Linked DNA regions of Mus musculus: regions 1, 2 and 3 are each linked to region 4. The links are chromatin contacts, called in public promoter capture Hi-C maps. All regions are on one chromosome and are shown on one strand. The core of a region is the stretch at or near the end of the contact, and the rest is flanking DNA. Distances in the headings are between cores, read along the strand shown. Region 1 holds the start of Matn3 (matrilin 3). Region 2 overlaps Hs1bp3 (HCLS1 binding protein 3). Region 3 holds the start of Wdr35 (WD repeat domain 35). Region 4 holds the start of Pum2 (pumilio RNA-binding family member 2).

Region 1 (3,471 bases), core at 11-2,510, 270 kb after region 4:
GTCAACTTGGCATAAGCTGGAGTCATCGGAGGAGAGAATATTGACTGAGAAAACGCCTCTGTAAGATCGAGCTGTAGGCAAGCTTGTAGGACACTTTCTTAATTAGTGAGCGATGTGAGAGGGACCAACCCATTGTGAGTGGAGCAACTCCTGAACTGGTGGTCCTGGGTTCTATAAGAGAGCAGCCTAAGCAAGCCAACAAGCAGCACTCCTCTGTGGTTTCTGCATCAGCGCGTGTCTTCAGGTTCCTGCCTTGAGTTTCTGTCCTGACTTTCTTTAATGCTGAACAGCAATGTGGAAATGCAAGCCAAATAAACCCTTTCCTCTCAACACTACTTTGGTCATGGTGTTTCATCGCAGCCATAGTAACCCTAAGACATGCAGATACTATCTTCTGTGTATCCACTCACCCAGAGGACACCAGGTTACCTCTACCTCTTAGCTGTTGTATAATTTGTAGGAGACATGACTGTCAGGTTACCACGCGCTGGATGGTAGAAAGGCAACAGTCGTGGCAGAAAAGACTGGATCGGCTCTGTTGAGACTCATTCATGCTCATTGCAGTGGTTGAAAATCCAGCTCAGCTCTCCTCCCCTGTTAGAAGCCCTTCCTACGCACACAGGCCACTTTTATAACCCATCACGTTCCCCTAACAGTATACTATCTGTGCATCTTCTCTCACACAGTGAGTTGAAGGTCTCCCGAGCAGTTTCCAGCCCTGTGCTGGTTATTCTTCCGGAGAGGAAGTGGGTGTTCTTCCAGCAAACCGGAGGCTCTTTGGGGAAGTATATGTTTGATTTACTATTCCTGGTAGTATAAGTTTAAATGTTTATGAATATTTAAAACGGGGCTAAAAGCATCCCATTCACGATGCTAGAATTTGTGAGGCCTATCCTTAAAAAAAAAAAAAAATCACAGCAAGTTTTCTTGGCCGGTGAAAGGTGCGTTGTGTGAGGCTCTTGTTCTGCAGTGGGTACAGAACTTGAAGTTTGTCAAACAGAATCTGGGGGCACAGATCTGGCCGGGATAGAGCAGGAGTCCCCCAATCCTAGCCTGGTTTTACAAGGAGGCAATCGGCCAGGAGGCACCCAGCCGAGCCCACCGGACTAGGCGGGCAGTGACCACTGTGCCGCTGGCCGCCTAGTCCCAGACATTCCGCTCCTGCCACTGGAATGCACAGACAGGGCTTCTTGTTGGCCTTTGGCGGTTCCCGGGCTCTCGTGGCAAGGCCTTCTAGTGGGCGGGGCGGGGCGGAGCCTCAGAAGCGGGACCTTTAAATTGGTTGCCAATGTGAGGCCCTATGGCTGAGACCTCTGACCCTGTGTACCCCAGTTACCTCGCGGCTCACAGACCCCGGCAGGTCGTCAAGCCCATCATGTTGCTCTCAGCCCCCTTACGCCACCTCCCGGGGCTTCTGCTGCTGCTCTGGCCGCTGTTGCTCCTGCCTTCCCTGGCTGCTCCTGGACGTTTGGCCCGCGCGAGCGTCCGCCGGCTGGGGACACGAGTCCCCGGAGGCAGCCCTGGGCATCTCTCTGCTCTGGCTACTTCCACCCGCGCGCCATATTCCGGGGGCCGCGGCGCAGGTACAGTGGGGTGGGTGGGTGGTAAACTTATTCTCCAGAGAGGGTGCCACAGCCATAGCTGGGAGGAGGGAAGAGGGGCCGGGACCCAGGAACGTAGCATGCTACATCTACGTGCCTTTATCCCAGCCTCAGGCAGGCAGGGTGCTGCATCCTTTCCCCCTGCAGTCCTGCTCAGAAACTGAGGGTCTGACAACGCAGGGGAGCGGGTAGGGCTAGAATGTAAGGTCATGCGCATATAGCATCTGGTATCCTGAATTTCCTTGTGATTTGGGAAGGGGGCAACGTGCACCTGTAGGAGCGCCAGCCAGGGAATGGGGGCTCCCAGCTCTATCTGGCCTTGGTCTTTTGGCTAGGGAGAGCAAACTTTTCCTGACACTCTGTTTGCTGTTACCTGGAAATCTTCGTCTATTTTGCATTCACTGTGTGCCTTTTTTCCTAAGAAGAAAGGATTTAGAGGAGACTCAGAATATGGAAAAAGGCACGACTTAGCGGAGGTGTAGGAAGTGAGAGTAGGATGGCAAACCAAGCTGCCATTTAGGTGTCCAGGGAGGATCTTGTTCTAGAACCCTACTCTGTTCTGCCCCAGCCCTGGGATTCTGCTCATACCGACTGGGCCCCACACTCCAAACTATACTCTGTCAGTCCCCAAAGAACCAGACAGGTCTGGTCTTTGACGAACAACTCCACTCCCCCCTACCCCCAGCCACTAACATTGCTCTGAGCAGAACAAATCTACAGAGCCCAGAGAAGCTGATAAACACCTGTCATGACCCCTCACAAGACATACAGGGACCTCAAGGATTAACATAGTGAAAAAAAAAAAAGCCAAAACCAAAATCAACATCAGATCCCCTGAGTGAAAATCAAAACCCCAAAAGTCAAGCAGGGGCTCCGTCCACTGTACAGCTTGCCAAAGTTTCTGCACCACTTACAGAAGATTGCCTCTTTCTTACCCAAAGATCCAGCTCTAGTCTGTCTGGTCTTCACTTGAAAGAGGCTATAGCAAACCATGTTTTAGGCGTTCAGGCTCATCTGGCCAGCCGTGGTGTTTGGCTGTTTTGCATGGTCTGTCTCCTCCTGTGATTTGCTGGATATGTGGAGGACCAGCTCAGGAAACTCCATCAAAACTGATTTGAAATCCCAGATTGAAAATGACAAGAGCATTGGCACCTAGATGGGCACAAGTGGAACCCATGCAAGTTAAGTTAACCATCAGAGTTGTGCCCACAAGCCCAAGTTCTCTTTTCTTGAGAATCAAACTGTCGATCTTGAGACTGCGATTAAAGAACACTGTGTACCTTTGCAGAGGGAGTAGGGACGAGAAGAGAGCTCTACCTTGTCTTCCCTCTTGAAAAATAGCAACAGCAGCTTGAGCCCATCTCACATCTTGCTCACTCAGACCCCTCTTCGGCTACCTCTTCCACTTTTAGGGACCTTGGTAACTCTCTTGAATTCATCTGAGAAAATCTAGGCCAACTTCCCCAGTAAAAGCCCTCCAATCATAGCTGCAGTGTTTTGCTATGTTTAGCAGCATTTGTGCAAGCCCCTGGAAAAAGGACAGGAATTATTCTGCCTATCACATCTAAGAGATTCCTCCCCCAAAGAGAAGACTTATTGGGGAAACCAAGAAGGATAGACTCAGGCATGTTTAGTTACAAGGACACACGGGTTTGTAGGGATAGCACTTGGGGGTTAGTGTAAGCGATGGGTTACAACGCTTACACCATGATGGTTTTTCCCTCCGCTACAACCATGGAAAATGTATAGACCTATGTCCGGGTAAGATTTTCTACACGAGTCTTTTTCCTTGCTCCTTGATCCCTGGAAATCTTGAAGGAAATTGGGGGGTTGTTTTAAAAAGTGATTTGTAATTCCTTGTGACTTAACC
Region 2 (3,463 bases), core at 676-3,175, 330 kb before region 4:
TCTCACTGTGTCCCCTGTCACCTGCCTAGTTCTGAGCAGGTGTCCAAGCTGTTCTGTGTAAGGACCGGATACTCTGCTCTCCTAGGTTAAGGTCCCCAGAGCTGAGGACTGACTCTAGACAGCCTCCACCCAACTCTGCTTCCCTTTCACCAGCAGGCCTTCACCCCCTCCATCTCTTGGTGCCTAGAACTCAGCCCAGTGCCCAGAAGCCCCTTCCTCTCTGACTGCGGAGGAAGGTTCACGTGGCCCAATCTTTTGTAGAGCCACCCTACTGTGGTCCCTGGGCATCTTTGAACCCTAGTCCCTTTATATCCATTCCTGTGTGCCTTGGCTACCAGCTCTCTACCTCTTTCATACACACCTTGCACCTACTTTGGGTGACAGATGACATAGGAGCCAATGGGTGTGTAGGAGCTTGGATGACCATGGACTGATCCCCACGTGGGGTCCCTAACAGTATCTGACCTGACCTACCACTCTCTAGTGTGGCTTTGCCCACTAGTGGGGACTTGTCTGCTGTGGAGCTTTTGGGACACCCTGGCATGGTTGTTTGCCCCACAGATAGCATTTTTCCAATCATGACTTCTTTTGATCACTGGTCTGTGACCTACAGCCAGTCTGTCTCCCAGTTATCCAGTAAAGTCTGTGTGTGATAAAGCCAGAATTTCAGTGTTGTTCTTTTCCATGCCTGGGCTGAGAGGAGAAGTGGTGGTGGTGGTGGTGGTGGTGGTGGTGGTGGTGGTGTTGTGTGTGTGTGTGTGTGTGTGTGTGTGTGTGTTGAGGGGATTGTCCTTTGTAGCCAGGGAAGGTACTCTTATGTCTCTGACTCTGTGTGTTTCTCTCTCTCTCTCTCTCTCTCTCTCTCTCTCTCTCTCTCTCTCTCTGTGTGTGTGTGTGTGTCTGTCTGTCTGTCTGTCTGTCTGTCTGTTTCCATGTCTCTGTCTATTTCTATCCCCACCTCTCTATCTCTGTCTTTCTGTCTGTCTCTTCCTTTCTCTCTTTGTGATGGAGGCTGGGATAGTCCCTTGTAACCAGGGAAGGTACTCTATGCCTCTGACTCTCTGTGTTTCTGTCTCTTTGTTTCTGTGTGTCTCTCTCTATGTGTGTCTATCTCCGTTTCTGTCTCCCCCTCTCTATTGCCTTGTCTCTCTTTTGTCTCTGTCTCTGTGTCTCTCTGTCTGTCTCTCTCTGTGTCTCTGTCTCTGTCTCTGTCTCTGTCTCTCTCTCTCTCTCTCTCTCTCTCTCTCTGGTGGGGGGCTGGAATAGTCCTTTGTAACCAGGGTAGGTATTCTATGTCTGCTAACTCTGGCCCAGCCCTCCAGACTGTCTCTTAGCTGGAACTAGGAGAAAGGAAGGAAGGAAGGGATCTAGGAGATCTAGTTTTTCCCACTGTGTAAACTGAGGCAGAGGGCCCAGAAGGAGTCTCTGGCTAGTAATCACTCAGCCAAGCCCCGTGTGGAATGAGGACCCCTTCCCTCCAGATTCTCATCTTGGGTTCTCCACATGGAACTGGAAGTACCATGATTTCAGACATGCCCCACCTGATGGATATAATACACAGGCCTAGCCTTGCACCCCAGCAGCCCAGCACGGCACTGCTGCATGTCGGGTTCTTCAGCATACAGCTCTGCAGGCTGCCACCCACCACAGAGCAAACAGCTTCTTAGGGATTCTCAGATGTGTGCAGTCTGAGCCACCCCTCAGCCTCTCTTCCCAGTACTTAGGTTTGAATTCTTAGGACTGAGTTGGAGTCTGTGTTCTTGAGGGTGAACTAACGGCTGTTCTGTTCTGAGGACTGACTCTTCGGGAGCCCGCAGCTCCAGTATCTCCAAGCAAGAGAAAGTGACGGCTGGGCAGCAGTGTGTGCTTCTTTGGGGCTATTATGGGCCCCGTGGGCAGGAAGTGTTGCCAGCGGCTGCATCCGCTGCTCCCTTCCTCCCAGTGTTGTTCTTAGAACATTGTGAACTTGAGACAGTTCTGCAAAGTCCCAGTTCTGGGGCTAATTCTGGCCGGGCTGGCATCCTGTGCTCTGCTGCATAGAGGGGCCATTTCTGCATCTCTGGTCATGCCCATGTGCTCAAGGATCGGCTCTGAAACTAGAGTCCTTGCTGCAGAGGCTAATCACAGCCAAGTCCTGCTGCTCTTTGTTCCTAGCTATCACTAGGCTTGGTGTCTACAGACTGCCATCCAGAGCCAGGCTGATGTGAAAGGCTGTGTGTGCTTAGCTTTCGAGCTCGCTCACCACCCGGGCTATACGCATCCCCAGAAGAGGACCACAAAGCCACCAGTGTATCTCCTGCCTGGATGCCAGGTACTTCCCAGTTCAGCTACCTCTCCATAGGCTGAGGACAGCCCAGAGCAGGCATGATGTGCAAAGTGCCTTGGAGTAGCTGAGCCCTCAGTTCTAGTCTTAGATGCCCCCATGGACTGCAGACTGTTGTTTTGAGCAATCATTACCCAACTCTATACCCTAAGGAGTCAGGAGAAAGGTGGCCAGGGACTGGTAGAGAAGTGACACAAACAGCTAGCAGTCCTCATGTGACTCTCAGCACTTTAGTGAGAGGTGGTCAGGTTGGGATCATGGAAGCTTGCTGCTCTCCTAAAGGATCAAAGTCTGGGACCTACAACCCATGACAGGTTGGGTTTCTCACAGCCACCTGTAACTGCAGATCGAAGGGATCGTGACGTCCTCTTCCCACTGCTGTAGGAACCTGTTCACACCTGTGCACAGGTGTCCTATGAAATGCTCGCAATCGAATATGTTTTGAAAAGATTATCGCAGGGGCTGGGGAGATGGCTCAGTAGTTAAGAGCACTTAACTGTTCTTCTGAAGGTCCTGAGTTCGATTCCCAGAAAACCACATGGTGGCTCACAACCATTTGTAATGAGATCTGATGCCTTTTTCTGGTGTATCTGAAGACAGCTACAGTGTACTCATATAAATAAAATAAATAAATCTTTTTTTAAAATATTAACTCAGCCAGGCGGTGGTGGCACACCCCTTTAATCCCAGCACTTAGAAGGCAGAGGCAGGCGGATTTCTGAGTTCGAGGCCAGCCTGGTCTACAGAGTGAGTTCCAGGACAGCCAGGGCTACACAGAGAAACCCTGTCTCAAAAAACAAACAAACAAAAAGACTGACTCTCTCAATTCCTGAAATAGGATGTACTTTGGCTGAGTTGTAGCTGTGCTTGAAGAAGCTTAGGGAGCTGGTCGTAGAGGGACTCTTACCCAAGGAGCTGCCTACTAAGTGGCAGTGGCCAGGTGGAGTCATCGAGGCCTGTGGCTTCCGCTCAGTGAGCCTCTCCGAAGCACTGGCTGTTATAGGTGCTGGGTGTTGTGCAGTGAATAACCATGATGTGCAGACCTCGGGGCCCGCTCTGCTTGCTGACTCCTGGCTCTTGTTTCCATGGCTCTGGCCACTGTGAGGGGCTAGAGATTGTACTCCTCAGGTCAGGCTGAGA
Region 3 (3,285 bases), core at 22-2,521, 300 kb after region 4:
ACCCCAAAGGACAATGGGGACATGGGAAAATGGCTCAGTGGGTGAAGTGCTTGCTGCAAACATGAGGACAAGTGTTTGGATCCCCAGCACTCCTAGAAGCCTGGTTAGCTGTGCTGCACCTGTAACCCCCGTGTTGAGAGGGGATCAAGCGATGCTGGAGGTCATTGGCGGGGCAGTCTCGCCCACACTGTAAGTTCCAAGGTTACGGAGATATCCTGCCTCAGAAAATGAGATGGCAAGTTATTGAAGAAGGTACATGATGTAGGTCTCTGGTCTGCACATGTGCTTCCACATACATGCACACACGAGGGAAGATGTACAAAAAGTTAAGAGAAATATAGAAAAATCACTCTCTGGATAGAAAAGCTCTAACACCTCACATATTTTGAAACGGGAGGGTACGCCACAATGTAGTTGTAGCTTTAATGACCCAAAGGTCATATTACTCCCATTACAAGGACCCTTGACATAATTTTTAAGGTGTTTTAAGGATTCTGTGTTGGCTAGTCCTATGTCAGCTTGATGCACAAACTAGAGTTATCTGAAATGCTGTACGGCATTTTAAAAAACTAGTTATTGATTGGGGAGGGCCATCCCTGGGCTGGTGGTTCTGGGTTCTATAAGAAAACTCTCTATGGCCTTTGCATCTGTTCCTGCCTCCAGGTTTCTACTGCCCTGTTTGAGTTCCTGCTGACTTTCTTAGATTATGAACAGCAGTATGGACGTGTAAGCCAACTAAACCCTTTCAAGCTCCTCACCTTGCTTTTTGGTCATGGTGTTTTGTCGCAGCCATAAGAACCCTAATCCAACGCAAAATAATAGTGCCCACTCCTAAATTGCTTCAGAGGGCTCTGTAGTTCTCTCAAAGAAGGCAGTCCTCAAAATGCACATCTGCACTGCCATTTTTTATTTGTCCGATGGTGCCAGCCTACCAAATGCAACAACTGACGTTCTTTTCAAGAATATTGGTCGGGGTCGGGTGGAGCGGTTAGAGAGAAAACACAGAACTCCTGAGACCTTTTTTGGAAGGGGCTCCCTTTAGCTTATACTGACTCCTGACGCACGACTATTAGCGTGATGTTGTAACACAGCGGCGGGGATGAAGGGACGGCGCTGGGAGAGATACGCATGGCAGATCGCTAAACTGAGAGCAGAAAGGCTCGAAGCCAAGGCATTGAAGAACTGATCAACTTCACCCCACACCAATTACACAGCCGCCCCATCGCCCGCGCAGGCGCACGACGACCAACACGGGGCGGGAGGCCACGCCGGAAGTTCTCTAAGCGCCCCGGATGCGACTGGGCGGCGGTGGTTGCCAGGCGACGGGAGCTTCTCCGATCCACCAGTGCTCGCAAATGGAGGTGTAGAACCCGTTATATATTAGCGTGCCTTGACCGCTGTGGGTCGTCTTCTCCGAGTTCCCACGATGTTCTTCTACCTGAGCAAGAAAGTGAGTTTCTCCTGGGGACCGCCGTCGCGCCGCCTCCATTCCTGTAGCCCGCCGGTGCCCGCATTCTCCCGGGACTGCAGGCGGCTGCCAGGCAGCTTCTCCATCTTCCTGTCACCTATCTCCTCTCACAGGTCTCTGTGCTCCGGTAGTCCTTGGCAGAGCCAGCAGCTCTTTCTCAGGATTCTTCCACATTCCAGTCATGCCAAGTTTCTTTTCAGTGATAAAAAGTGATCACCAAGCGCTGGTGGTCTTTCCTCTGCTACTTGTTGATCCAGAAGGTAGATTATGACAGTCTGCCCTAAGAGAGAAATATAAGTGTGGTGTGGGAAAGGAAGTAAGAGCAGCAGCGATACGAATTTATGTCTCAGTTCCCGCCTCAGTTCAGACACCCCCACCCCGTTCCCGCCCGCTTCCTTGGCAATCACCTTCCTTTATGTGCACTTCTTTACAGAATGCTAGGGCTCAGAACATTTAAGAAGACCACAGCCATTTTCATAATAGTTCATTTTGCTGCAGGGCGTTATTGTTTCTCTCTCCCTTTTTCATGCTCTTTTTTGAGACAGGATATTGCTGTGTAGCCCAGGCCAGCTTCCAACTTTCCACCCTTCTGCCTCAGTGCTGGGATTGGTAACATGGGCTACGACAAGTTCGGGCAGGTTTCTTCTTGGAAGATGTTTGCCTGTCTATATCTCCTGGATGGAGATCCTCCAACTCCTTCGTGAAAAGCTAGCATCACTGTGATTCGTGTTTACAGATTGCTGTTCCCAATAATGTGAAGCTGAAATGTATATCCTGGAACAAGGACCAAGGGTTCATAGCATGTGGCGGTGAGGATGGATTACTGAAAGTTTTAAGACTCGAGACACAGACAGGTAAGTGATCATCACCAGTACAGATGTGTGAAACTGGTAGAAAGCAGTGGCTAGTGGCTAGTGGCTAGTGAGACCTACTTATGGTATTTGTCATTATGAAGTTTTAATTTTTTTAAAGGGGTTTATTCTTATGGTATGGGTGTTTTGCCTGAACGTATTTTATGGTGTCACATGCATGTAGTGCCTGTGGGGGCCAGAAGAGGGCATGGGATCTTTTCCTTTGTAACTAGTTACAGATGGTTTGTAGGTGCCGAGAACTGACCACTGGTTCTCTTCAAGAACAACACGTGTTCTTAACCACAGACCCATCTCTCAAGCCCCTCCTGTCACTGTTTCTGAGGCAGAGTCTTCTGAGACAGGCCTGAGAAGTTGCCATGTAGGACAGGCTAGTTGGCCTGAAAACTTCCATCTGTGTCTGCCTCCTGTGTCCTCTCTGAGATTACAGGAGCGTGATCTGATCCCTGTGTTAGGTATGAGTTTTGGGGCTCTGAGGTCAGGCCCTCACACTTGCACAGCAAACTCTTTACTGACTCAGCCATCTCCCGAGGAGATGCCTTATTTATTGCCTTTCAGATCCAGCAGTTACTGGTAAAGTGTTTTTTTGTTTTTGTTTTTGTTTTTGTTTTTTTTTTTAAGATATTTATCAGTATTATCAGATTTTTGTTCTCATGCCAGCTTGATTGATTTTATTTCCACTTGGTCTTTTAAAAAGTCTCTCTCTCTCTCTTTCTCTCTCTCTCACACACACACACACACACACACACACACACACACACACACACACATTTGAGAACTGTTTTGTGGGATATTTTCAAGATAAGGTTTCTCTGTGTAGCCCTGGGTTCCTGGAATTCACTCTGTAGAGCAGGGCGGCCTAGAACTCAGAGATCTCTCTGCCTTTACCTCCTGAGTGCTGGGATTAAAGATGCATACTACCATACCAGAGCTAACATTTCTTACTCA
Region 4 (3,081 bases), core at 126-2,625:
CCCTCCCCTCCTGGTCTTTTGTCCTTTTGAGTTTTATCATGGGATTGATTACACAGCCCCAAGGATCTTTCCACTACTTTTAGCATTGGACTTCCTAGTCTTCAGACGCTTGGGAAGTAAATTTATTTTCTTTATTAATGACCTGATTTAGTATTCTGTCAAAGCGATACAACAGTAAGATTTTTATTTATTTATTTATTTATTTATTTTGGTTTTGGTTTTTTGAGACAGGGTTTCTCTGTATAGCCCTGGCTGTCCTGGAACTCACTTTGTAGACCAGGCTGGCCTTGAACTCAGAAATCCGACTGCCTCTGACTCCCAAGTGCTGGGATTAAAGGCGTGCGCCACCACGCCCGGCAAGATAAATTTTAAATCAGTCTGTCTTTATAATGATGAAAACCCAAAGAGCTGTGTTTAACAGGCACTAGGATACATCACATGAACAAAGCACATACAGTCCTTAGCCTGGTAGAGCTCACAGATGCCTAGGGAAGACACTGAGTTAATTAAAAGGCCCTGGATTGTCAAAACCAGGAGGTAAGCCATTAATTAGGAAGTTGTCCCATGAGGGCCTAAACTCTCCAAGAGAGGTGTGATAGAAAGTGGTCCCAACGACTGCGACCAAATCTTTGGAGCCATTGTTGTTCCCTGCAGATTTCAAGGAAGGGCAAGACAATTCTGTAACTGGTAATAAGAAAACATTCAGTCTGATACATAGCCAAGGTAGTTTCTTTTGTGCTTACCCAGTACCCCTGGCTCATCAATTGCAGGAAGTCAGTAACACTTGCCTACTGTAGACGATAACAAGGTGCATTTTTTTTTTATCCCTAAACCTCCAACATTTGAGTGGAAAAGGGGAGATAAACGTTGAGCGGTAGGGCTGTATTAAGGTCTACAACTCCTGTAGGTGCCAGCATACCGGAAGTAGGGGGAAAGAGACTTCAATTTTGGGGTGCATGGGCAGCAGTGCTTACACACAGGCAGTTTAGGGAGAACAATGAGATATCCGGGAGGAAGCGGTGGATGAATAAATTCAGTCTCACACAGAAAGTCGGGGGTTTGCAGCACCACACGAGGCGCGTGACCAGCCCCGGGAGCAGAGCGCCAGAGGTCCGGCGTGCAGGCCAGCCCTGATCCCAGAAGGTAAAGGCCGGGAAGTGCACGCCCGATGGCGGCCTCACCCGCGAGGAGAGCGCCGCGCCAGTGCGCACGCGCGGAGCCCCGGCCGGCCCCCTGCGCCCGGCGCGCGGGAGAAGTACGCACTTCACTGCGAGGCGTCGCGGCTGGGTGAGTGCTCCCCCCTTTCTCCCGCAGTGCTTTGCGCGCGGCCGGTGGGCGGGGGAGGGAGGGGAGGGGAGGCGGCGGCGGCAGCCATGTTGTTGTGAGTCTCTGTGCCTCACCCTCGGTACTTCGGTGGTTCGGAGGAGGAGGGGGAGGAGAAGAAGGAGGTGGGGTGGGGGGGAGGGAGGTAGGAGGAGGAGAAAGAAGACGTCGCCGCCACCGGAGGCGGAGGGGGAGGACGGACGGCCGAGAGCGTCGCCGCCGGTGCCCAACGGTCGGTGTCCCCCGGCTGAGGCAGCGCGGCCGCAGCAGCCCTGTAAGTCAGCCCGCGCTCGCTTCGTCGGGTCCGTGGGCGCCGCGGGGGCCGGCTCTGGGCTTTGTGTGGCGGCCTCCGCGGGAGCAGGCCTCGGGCGGGAACGGGTCGGGCCTGGGCGGGGATCGCGGCGGGCCGCGGCCTGGGCCCCGCTCGCACAATGCCGGGGGAGGGGAGCCGGAAGGGGGTGTGCGCCGGCGGGGGAGGGGGCGCACTCGCCGCTTTCCCGCTTCCTTCCCGCGCCCCGCGCCCTTTGCCGGCCTTAGTGACCAGATCCGTGTGGGTGCCAGGCGGCCTCCAGCCCCTCGGTGCCCACAGTCTGGAAGAAGCACGGTGAATCCAGAGAAACGTGCGAGGTGGAAGTGGGTGAAGCGGAAGGAGTGGGTTTATGAGAGCGAGGGTGGGTGGGCGGGGGTCGCTAGGTTGGGGTGCGGGGTGGTCCTCTGGCCTGCGAGTGTCCAGGAAAACCTTGGCAAACGGATGTGAATGTGAAAGAAAATCGGGACTGGGGTTCGACCTGTTCAGGTGCCTTAGAAAGGAACGTGGTGCTTTTTGTTAGGGGAACATCTCTTCGGTACCCGAAGAACGAGGAACTTGAAAGCCGAAGACCAAAACAGCGACTTCAGATATTCGAACCTTAGTTTTGCTTGTGAATACGGTCAAATTTGAGGGGAAATAAACTGTGCGGAGTTTATGGCCGAACACGTGTAAAGTTAGTGCTTCTTCCAAGAATACGGCTTTAGAAACCCTTCTTTTTCCTCGTAGCCTTTTATTCTGTAACAGCTGAACTTTTGGGGAAGGGAATGGAATTCAGACGTTTTATGTACAAAAGAAGACATGCTATGATAGTTTTTTTCAGATTTAAAGAAATCTGGAGGAAGGGGTTTTCTGTGATGATTTCAGGAGAAATGTTTTTAAATGCTTAGCAGGGTGCAGTGCCTGGAAACGATACAGTGTGTCACGAAAGCAGTTTTAAGGAGTTACCTTGGCGTGTTTGAAGCTTGTTCACCGCTTAGATTCGTGACTCCTAACCATGTGACCGGGTGAATGGAGGATGGTTTAGGGAATTCTGGCCAGGAATCCTGTTAAAAATACAAAGATGGATTATTTTTAATTGGTTAATAATAAGCCTCTGTTGCTAGTCCGATATCCTGCTGTTTATAAATGATTTACATCATGTGACCAGTCATAAGTAATTGTCTGCATGTTCTTTAACTGAAGAATGTCTTTAAAATGATTCTGGGAGAGATTAAGTTCTGTAGGGTTGTCTTTGATGTTTTGGAGCACAGCTGTTCGACATGAAAAAGTTACAATAACTTTTTTATTTCAGAAACTTGCTACAGTATTCAGGGCTTTAATTTTATTTTTCTCATTTTATCAGTCTAGCAGATTTACCTTAACTGGATTTGCCAGGAGCACTTTTAAACATTTTCAGACAATCTAAGCTGATTTAATAAAATTTCTTTGTCTTGAGTCTAAAGTTCCTT

The links. Promoter capture Hi-C pulls out the DNA fragments that hold promoters and counts their contacts. Capture Hi-C pulls out chosen DNA fragments and counts their contacts.
Region 1: a promoter capture Hi-C map of pre-B cells shows a contact between it and region 4. The contact joins the promoter of Matn3 here to the promoter of Pum2 in region 4. A contact is called at or near these places in 9 of 39 promoter capture datasets (the C10 cell line, cranial neural crest, frontonasal cranial neural crest and 5 more), 6 of 115 datasets of contacts at active chromatin or transcription factors (the 230-238 cell line, astrocytes, embryonic forebrain and 3 more) and 2 of 9 other capture datasets (adipose tissue and pancreatic islet).
Region 2: a promoter capture Hi-C map of the HPC-7 cell line shows a contact between it and region 4. The contact joins the enhancer-like site here to the promoter of Pum2 in region 4. A contact is called at or near these places in 8 of 39 promoter capture datasets (the C10 cell line, the HPC-7 cell line, cranial neural crest and 5 more), 2 of 484 Hi-C or Micro-C datasets (CD4 T cells and muscle stem cells), 7 of 115 datasets of contacts at active chromatin or transcription factors (bone marrow-derived macrophages, effector CD8 T cells, epiblast stem cells and 4 more) and 2 of 9 other capture datasets (liver and pancreatic islet).
Region 3: a contact with region 4 is called in a promoter capture Hi-C map of liver. The contact joins the promoter of Wdr35 here to the promoter of Pum2 in region 4. A contact is called at or near these places in 11 of 39 promoter capture datasets (the C10 cell line, the HPC-7 cell line, cranial neural crest and 7 more), 1 of 15 datasets of contacts at CTCF or cohesin (the NIH/3T3 cell line), 4 of 484 Hi-C or Micro-C datasets (Th1 cells, bone marrow-derived macrophages, embryonic stem cells and 1 more), 9 of 115 datasets of contacts at active chromatin or transcription factors (bone marrow-derived macrophages, embryonic basal ganglia, embryonic hindbrain and 6 more) and 3 of 9 other capture datasets (adipose tissue, liver and pancreatic islet).

The regions. Positions count from the first base shown.
Region 1 is chr12:8,946,669-8,950,139 of GRCm38.p6, forward strand. It overlaps Matn3 (matrilin 3), which reads left to right and starts at 1,261. Exons shown (of 8, transcript NM_010770.4): 1 at 1,261-1,583. The coding sequence starts at 1,376.
Region 2 is chr12:8,343,161-8,346,623 of GRCm38.p6, forward strand. Hs1bp3 (HCLS1 binding protein 3) reads left to right here. Exons shown (of 7, transcript NM_021429.3): 7 at 1-664. Among named protein-coding and RNA genes, the nearest start is that of Gm33134, 19 kb to the right of the region's middle. Within about 2 kb of position 1,926, at least 142 of the 459 cell types and tissues checked have an H3K27ac peak or open chromatin away from gene starts, as enhancers often do. A contact at or near this core is called in the HPC-7 cell line, bone marrow-derived macrophages, effector CD8 T cells and 5 more, where this site is marked.
Region 3 is chr12:8,972,730-8,976,014 of GRCm38.p6, forward strand. It overlaps Wdr35 (WD repeat domain 35), which reads left to right and starts at 1,272. Exons shown (of 27, transcript NM_001159527.1): 1 at 1,272-1,450; 2 at 2,205-2,322. The coding sequence starts at 1,427.
Region 4 is chr12:8,672,884-8,675,964 of GRCm38.p6, forward strand. It overlaps Pum2 (pumilio RNA-binding family member 2), which reads left to right and starts at 1,376. Exons shown (of 21, transcript NM_001160220.1): 1 at 1,376-1,597.